2 separate regions of the Mus musculus genome follow, and region 1 is linked to region 2. The links are chromatin contacts, called in public HiChIP or PLAC-seq maps. All regions are on one chromosome and are shown on one strand. The core of a region is the stretch at or near the end of the contact, and the rest is flanking DNA. Distances in the headings are between cores, read along the strand shown. Region 1 holds the start of Zfp933 (zinc finger protein 933). Region 2 has its middle 6.2 kb from the start of Gm46898.

Region 1 (3,726 bases), core at 554-3,053, 430 kb after region 2:
TGTATCTCCTGGAGTAAGCTTCTTAAGAAGAATAGCATCTTGTATACTACTTACAGGGGAAACACGGAAAGAAATGGGAGACTTCTATGAAGTCAGCAGAAACTATCATACAATGGGACAAACTCAGGAGGAGTCTATCAAATTCATGCTGGTCATAGGGAACACAGGATACATCAGGAACATTACTGAACAAGCCAACAGTGGACTTGGGACTAACAACCACAGCCCCACGTGGTGGCAAGAGTTGGGTTCTCAGGATCTGACACAACCTCTCCCCACAGGTCCTGGCTGCAGACCATTACCAGCTTTCCCAAGCATATATCCTTGCTTTAGAGAAGGAGCTCTGTATAAATGATTTTATTCACCTGAGGTAACTGTCTTCTCTGAGGCTTACTGACTCAGCCTATTTACCTAGCCTAGTCCTGAAGGTTTCTAGTCTCTGGACAATCCCAGCTTCAGAGATTTACTGCTGAATAAGCTCGCCTTTCCTAGATTTTCCTGAACTCTTGCTGGCTGGTCAACTCAGCTGTTCTGACTCAAAACTCCTCTCCACACTGACTAATTCAAAATCTTTCTCTCTCTCTCTCTCTCTCTCTCTCTCTCTCTCTCTCTCTCCCCACCCCCCCCCATCACATGGAAAGCCTTACTTGAAAAAAAAAAAAAAAAACAGCCCTCAACACTACAGAGTTGTTCCTTTGCAAGAAATTGACAACAGTGTAGTCTTGCTCATGTTGCAATCTCTCTCTCTCTCTCTCTCTCTCTCTCTCTCTCTCTCTCTCTCTCTCTCTCTCTCTCTCTCTCTTGCTCTCTTCTCACTTTCTCTTTTTCTCCTATTCTCTCTGTCCCCTGCCTGCTTTCTCTTTCTCTGCCTCCCTCTCTCACCATGGTAACTTCCTTGACCTCGGTCCTTGGGGCCAGTGAACAAGAGCGGCTTCCCAATAAACTGACATTTAATATAATCCAAGCTGGCTTGAACTGGCTCATTTGAGCAGCAGAGAACAAATAACTTATCAATGGGAATGGCCTAGCAGCTGGTTGTAAATCTGGTTTGTCTCCTTTGTTCTGCTCTTCAGCCATATTTCTGGACAATCCTAGTGAACAAAAATGTGTATCCTAGCATCCTATCTAACAGACATGGTTAGCATAGTACCCATCTGTAGGGTGTTTTAGATGGCATCCTCACTTATCTAAATTCTATGTGGTGTGACTTACCCTCTCCTAAGCACTGCAATTCCTTTACATCATAAATCCTATTCTTCTACATCACAGATTAACATTGTAGTGTTACCCAACACGTGAGACACCTTTTACAACCGCCACAAAATGAACTCCAAATGGACCTTACAACTAAACGTTAAATGCTAAAGGAAAAAAGTTGTAGAAGATACTGTGAGAAACCAGGTCTCTTCGAGTTTGGCATCTTGCCAAGGATGATCCTGCACACAAGTCCTTACTCCAAATGCTTGGCGCAGAAGCAGTCCGGATAGTGACGTTATTCAGAGCCCACTACCGGGTCCAGGGAATGACTAGAACTAAAACAGACCCCACAGGTGGCCACATCTGGCCTCCGCTTACCACCCAGTCCCGAGGAGAACCCACCACACCAGCTCCCCAGGTTCATCCGCCTGCTCCTCCCCGATATGGGCAGTGACCCTGTACTCACCATGTCGAGACTTAGGACCTTGCCTGAGCGTCCCTCAGACCACCCACTACTAACTTCCCCTTCTTCCTCCTGAAATCAAGGTGGAGAGCTTGCATCTGTAATTCTCAAAATTAACCTGGAAGCCTCCTCTGCCCCGGAACTACGTAAGTTCCTGGAATGCTGGGAATTGTAGTTCTTTGGAAATAACAAAGGCTCATGGGAAAGTACGGTGGTCTAGTTGAATATCTAAAAAGAAACCGCTGTAACACGTGACTGAGGCCGTTCGCGCTGGCAAATTCCGGGGGAATTTTACTGACCCAGGTCTGTCTCTTGGTCAGTATTTAATATTTAATAAATGCCTGCTTTAAATTTGGTTCAAAATTGTTGAGTTGGTCTATTTCCAGCAAAAATCAGGATTAGCGTACAGAGGTTCATAGGACGATAACTCTACCCCACAGTCTCTCTTCAATACGTACACTGGAGAGTGAGCTGAGCTGCCGAGGGCACTGAGTGCCCTAGCTCCAGATTTTTACATCTGGCAACCAAAGTAGAATCCTCACAGAAACAAGCAGTCTCTAGTAGAAGCTAAGATAAGCAGTTAGCCAGAGGGGGTTCCAGCACAAACAGGTTGAGATAAGTTAGCAAGGATATCCTGACCTTGGGTTCCTAGAAGTGGAGTTGAGTAATTTTCCTAGAATTCTTGATCAAGGAAATCAAATTCTAGTTAAACCTGAAATGGCCTCAGCGACAATACATGATGGAGGAGTGATGGGGTCTCTGTCCAGCATCAAGAACGAGAAATGAAGGCAGACATGGTTTAGCATAGGTAGAGGGATCGCTTGACCTTGAGGCCAACTTGATCTATAGAGAGAATTCTAGAACAGCCAGGACTGCAGAAAGGAACCTTGTAGTGCCAGCCTGTGGAAGAGTCAAGGCTTGGCCAAAGTGTGAATGACTTTACTGGCTTCCTGTGAAATCATGGTAGTCGCATGGAAGGTTGTACGCTGGACATTATAACTAGGAAATGTCTGCAATGGGGGAGATGTGGAGACCCTCCTCAGCTCTTCCTTCCTGTGCTCTAGCCTGTTCTAAACTCAAGATCGTCCCATAAAAGATAAGCCACTGAGTTCATCCTTGTTGAACATTCCCCAGGCTTTTTGCCTTTGCCTCTCTGTGAACACATGGAGGATGCATCTTCTTACCTTTTTAGGACTCAGAGTTCTGTCCATAGAGAGGAAGAAGGGCTGTGGGTGACCAGGGATTTCCCTGTGGCCAGCACCTGAGGGCTGAGGATGGCTTCCTAGGATGGCTGAAACTGCAATTGTCCCAGGAATCACAAGCTTGGAGAAGGAAAAAGGCTGCCATTCCTCGGGGCAGAAATTAGAATCGGAGAGTTCTGACTGGTCAGTCCTCCTTGCAGGAGAGACTGGGTTGGAAGTGATAGGCTAGTTTAGCAGCATATGATGGTACATGCCTTTAACTCCAGCACTATGAAACAGTGGTAGCAGATCACTCACTCAGGTTGAGGCCAGTCTGGTCCCCAGAACTAATTCTAGAACAACCTGGAACAAATTCTAGGGATACAAAGGGAAAGAAACCCTGGAGAGAGAGAGAGAGGGAGAGGGAGAGGAAGAGAGAGAGAGAGAGAGAGAGAGAGAATATGATGGGCCAGTGATAAACAGGACCACATTTGACAGAACTCACTTGACAGAGCTCACTTTCTACTTTAATGTTAAACCTCATGTCAAGACCCAGAAGATGGAGTAGGAGAGGGGGTGGGGGGGTGCCTCACTGCCCAGCTCAATATCTTTTTTGAAATACTCATTTTTATTTATATGCATACCTCCATGTAAATATATGGTGTGTGGATGTGTGTGTGTGTGTGTGTGTGTGTGTGTGTGTGTGGCCTCTGAGGCTACCTGGACTTACAGGCAATTGTGAACTGCCCAGTGGATGCACTGAGAACCAGATAGATTCAGGTCCTCCGGAAGAGCAAGAAGAGCTCTTTAACTGCTGGGCCATCTCTTCTGCCTCCTCACATCGATATCTTATCTGCAAAATGCCTTTTGCAACGTCTACTGTGT
Region 2 (3,459 bases), core at 247-2,746:
TGGAATGTAAGGGGGTCACTGAGGGAGACTGTCCTTGGGATGGATAACAGACTTATTTGAAGAATTATTAATTACATGGGTAGGAAGACAAAACAGCAGCATGGCAGGAGTTCTGAGCAAGCTCCTTGCCCCAGTGTCATAGGAAGACACACACACACAACATGGGTGGGTTCTATGAGAGTTCAGGATCATGAAGCAGAACTGGAGTCCCTTATAGGTCTCAGTGGGAGGGAAAGGTCTCATGTCATATGCTTAATGAGTCATCCTCAGTGTGAGCCAAGCTGTCCTTGATTCCCAGGTCACAAGGGAGGTGGCCCTGCATTCTGGAGAAGGATTGCATGACTCTGAGAATGCTGAAGGGGAAAAGAACATCTAGTTGAGGTGGATCCATTATACCCGTAGCCCTCTGATGTCCTAGGAGTCTGGTAACCTTGGGGAAGTGTGAATGACACTTGCCATTCTCCTGAGAGCTGGGCACCTGGGAAGTCTGCTACAGGATTGGAGAATTAGAGAGTCATTGACAGCTGTGGCTGTAAGGAGGAAGCTTCTGCCTGTAAACACAATCAGCTTATACTTATAAAGCTAGCATTGTCTCCATGCAGAAGGGACGCTCTTTGATGCCCAGCCAGTGCGTTCCCTTCAGCTCACTTGGAACTTAGTGGTTTGTGTAAGGATATACTGTTAGATCCCAGCCTCTGCAGACTCCTCTCACAGATACTGACAGTCAGGCTTCTGGTACTTTGTGTGTCTCTTGCTAACAGGTTCACCTGGGAAGTGCAACTACACCAAAGACTTGTCACAGTTTGTCCTCCACCCCTTCCTCTGCTTCCTGCCTGGGAATCTGAGAGCCTGACTGTAAACTCTTGTTGTGAACCCCACTTCCTAAAAATGTATGGGAAGAGACTACCTCTTCTGCGTGTAGGGCTCTTATTCTCTGTAGAAACTTCCCCATGAGGTCACTAGTGTTTGAGACCCAAACTCTTCTGAGAGCCCCTGGCATTCTGCTGCTCCTGTCTGTGTGTTCACGGCATGAATAACTCTCATAATAAACTCCTCAGTCCCCAGTCATCGATCTGTGTCCCCTGGAATCACCAACCTCAAATCCAAAACCTATCAGTTTGTGGACTTGGTGGGGAGAAGTGTACAGAGGCGGTAGGATTTGGTCATAAAGACGACATAGTATTAAAGCTGACCACAGAGACTTGGTTAAGGCTTTTTAACTGCATTGAACATTTTTTCCTTTGCTTTGGATTATGTATAGTTTTGATGCTGTAACCAGGAATGCCTGGCAGGAAGAGGATACTTTAAAGACACTTGTGCCTGCCCTTTTGGCTGTCAGACTATTGAAACAATAGCCCCAAAGAAATTACAATTTACCCAAGAATCTCTCATGCTGGGAGAAAGAAAAAGCTGAGAGGAAGCCAGGAAGACATTTCAGCTTGACAAAGAATTATCCCCTTGAGCAAGATTTACAACTTCTCAGATGACCCACCAGAAAGCTTGGATCTCAGACAGCAGTGATTGGCCAGACCATTAGGAACCTGAAGCTTGAGGATGGCTGGGGTTGGGGGGGGGGGGCGGGGGCGGGACGGGGGGGGGAGTAGCGGGGTGTGTGTATGTGTGTGTGTGTGTGTGTGTGTGTGTGTGTGTGTGTGTGTGTGTGTGTGTGTGTGTGTGTGTGGTGTCCCCTCCATCCGTCTGTGGATTTCTTTGCCCTCCTTTCCACGGTATGATTGATTCTCCTTTGCTTTTTTACGTTAGGTTTTTAAATATAGACTTTCTAAGAACGAATAGCTGACCGTCAGTGCCAAGGCTCTGGCCCTAACTGTGATAGCAATGCGAGGCCAGATTAAGCAGCTTCGTGTTGTAGTGAATGACCTTTGGCTTTCTGTACCGCCGCTATAAAACATTCTGTTTATTCTCTGAAAAGAAACCGTTATCTCTTTCCTCCCACCACAGTCTGAGGTATGTAAGTAACTTCAGACATTTCAGAATTCTGTCATCACAGTTTAGGAAAGGACAGTGTGGCATCGCACATTACACATACAGCCCGCCTTTCCTCTTTAAATCCCCGGTGGGCCTTGCACTGAAACCTAACTCTGGTTTTGCTTTGGTTTTTGTTCACTTCCTTTTCAAATGTATCTTCTTCCTGCTGACTTTTTTTTTTTTTTTTAAAGGAAGCGCCTGCGAAAGGAGAACCCCCTTCCATAGGACTAAGAGACAGGAAATTTACGCGGGGATGGGTGCGGGGACTGGGAAGCACTGCTCAAATAGGTTTACTCTCTCGGTTCTGAAATACAGTTGCTGTTAAGGCTGGAGATGCTGCTGCCCAGAGCACAAGATATAAAAAGATCTCTCTGTCTGGATTTCCTCTTTTCCAGTCTCCTTGCCAGCAACTCCAGAAAAAAACTTCAAAGCTGATAAGAGGGGTTAGGTTGTCTTGAGTTGGAACCCACATTTCTTTCTTGATTCAGGATAACCAGCTAACAGATATTCACTACTGTCGTCCTGAAATTAATTGAGGATATTCATTAATTTCCTGGAAGCTAGATTTTTGGAAAGTCTTGATTTTGCTTGTCTCTTGAGGCAAAATTTATCAACTTTGGGGATTGATAAATCTTCTGTCTTCTGAAAGAGTAGTAAACTCAGGGCTCCAAGATATGCTAATCATAAAACAGATAGCGACATTCCTTCATCCACCCACCCACTTCCTGGGTTCAAAGAGTGTTCATTCAAAGAAAGTCACCCTGACCATTGCTGGAACCCACTATGCAAAGGTGCTATTGCTAGGGGCTCTTAGATTGTTAGTGGCTCTTAGAAACTGTCTTGAGAGATAACCTGACACTTGTGACTTTGTACTTCCTTGTGACTCTTAACTGGTATTTTTGGTATTTTCCAACAACGTCCTTCCCACCTCCTTGAGTTGTGGTTCCTTCCTTTAAATACCCCCTTACTCAGCTACTCAGGGCGCCACGGTCCTCTACCCTTGCGTGGTGTATGACCGTGGGCCCGAGAGCGCTCTTGAATAAAAATCCTCTTGCAATTTGCAGCAAGACCGTTTCTCGTTGGTGATTTTGGGATGTCGCCTCTCCTGAGTCAGAACGTGGGGGAGTCCTCACGTTGTGGGTCTTTCACTTCCTCGTCTTCTCCCTGCTTTTTCTCAACTCCCCTGCAAGCGAGAGTGGACACACTCTTAGGGTGGCTTTTGTGGCAGACATGGATCCTAGCTGAGCTCTTTCTCCAGTGTACAGCATTGCTGCATCTCACTGAGGCCTGAACAGTTCTCCTTTTAACACCTCATCACACATAGCTGAGGAACTCAAACGACCTACCTCTTAGCTCTTCTCCCAGACCTGTCTTGTTTTTATATCTTCATGCTAAATGGAGGATTGTTTTTGTTTTTGTTTTGTTTGTTTTGTTTTGTTTTGTTTTGTTTTGACTTGTGCCTTGACAAATGTG

The links. HiChIP or PLAC-seq counts read pairs in DNA pulled down with a chosen protein or histone mark.
Region 1: a contact with region 2 is called in an H3K27ac HiChIP or PLAC-seq map of embryonic stem cells, with 11 read pairs. The contact joins the promoter of Zfp933 here to the enhancer-like site in region 2. A contact is called at or near these places in 1 of 39 promoter capture datasets (neural stem cells), 3 of 484 Hi-C or Micro-C datasets (the G1E-ER4 cell line, differentiating embryonic stem cells and embryonic retina), 4 of 115 datasets of contacts at active chromatin or transcription factors (astrocytes and embryonic stem cells) and 1 of 9 other capture datasets (embryonic stem cells).

Annotation. Positions count from the first base shown.
Region 1 is chr4:147,846,615-147,850,340 of GRCm38.p6, forward strand. It overlaps Zfp933 (zinc finger protein 933), which reads right to left and starts at 1,804. Exons shown (of 4, transcript NM_198619.3): 1 at 1,664-1,804. The coding sequence starts at 1,666.
Region 2 is chr4:147,416,160-147,419,618 of GRCm38.p6, forward strand. No RefSeq gene overlaps it. Among named protein-coding and RNA genes, the nearest start is that of Gm46898, 6.2 kb to the left of the region's middle. Within about 2 kb of position 1,497, at least 18 of the 459 cell types and tissues checked have an H3K27ac peak or open chromatin away from gene starts, as enhancers often do. A contact at or near this core is called in differentiating embryonic stem cells and embryonic stem cells, where this site is marked.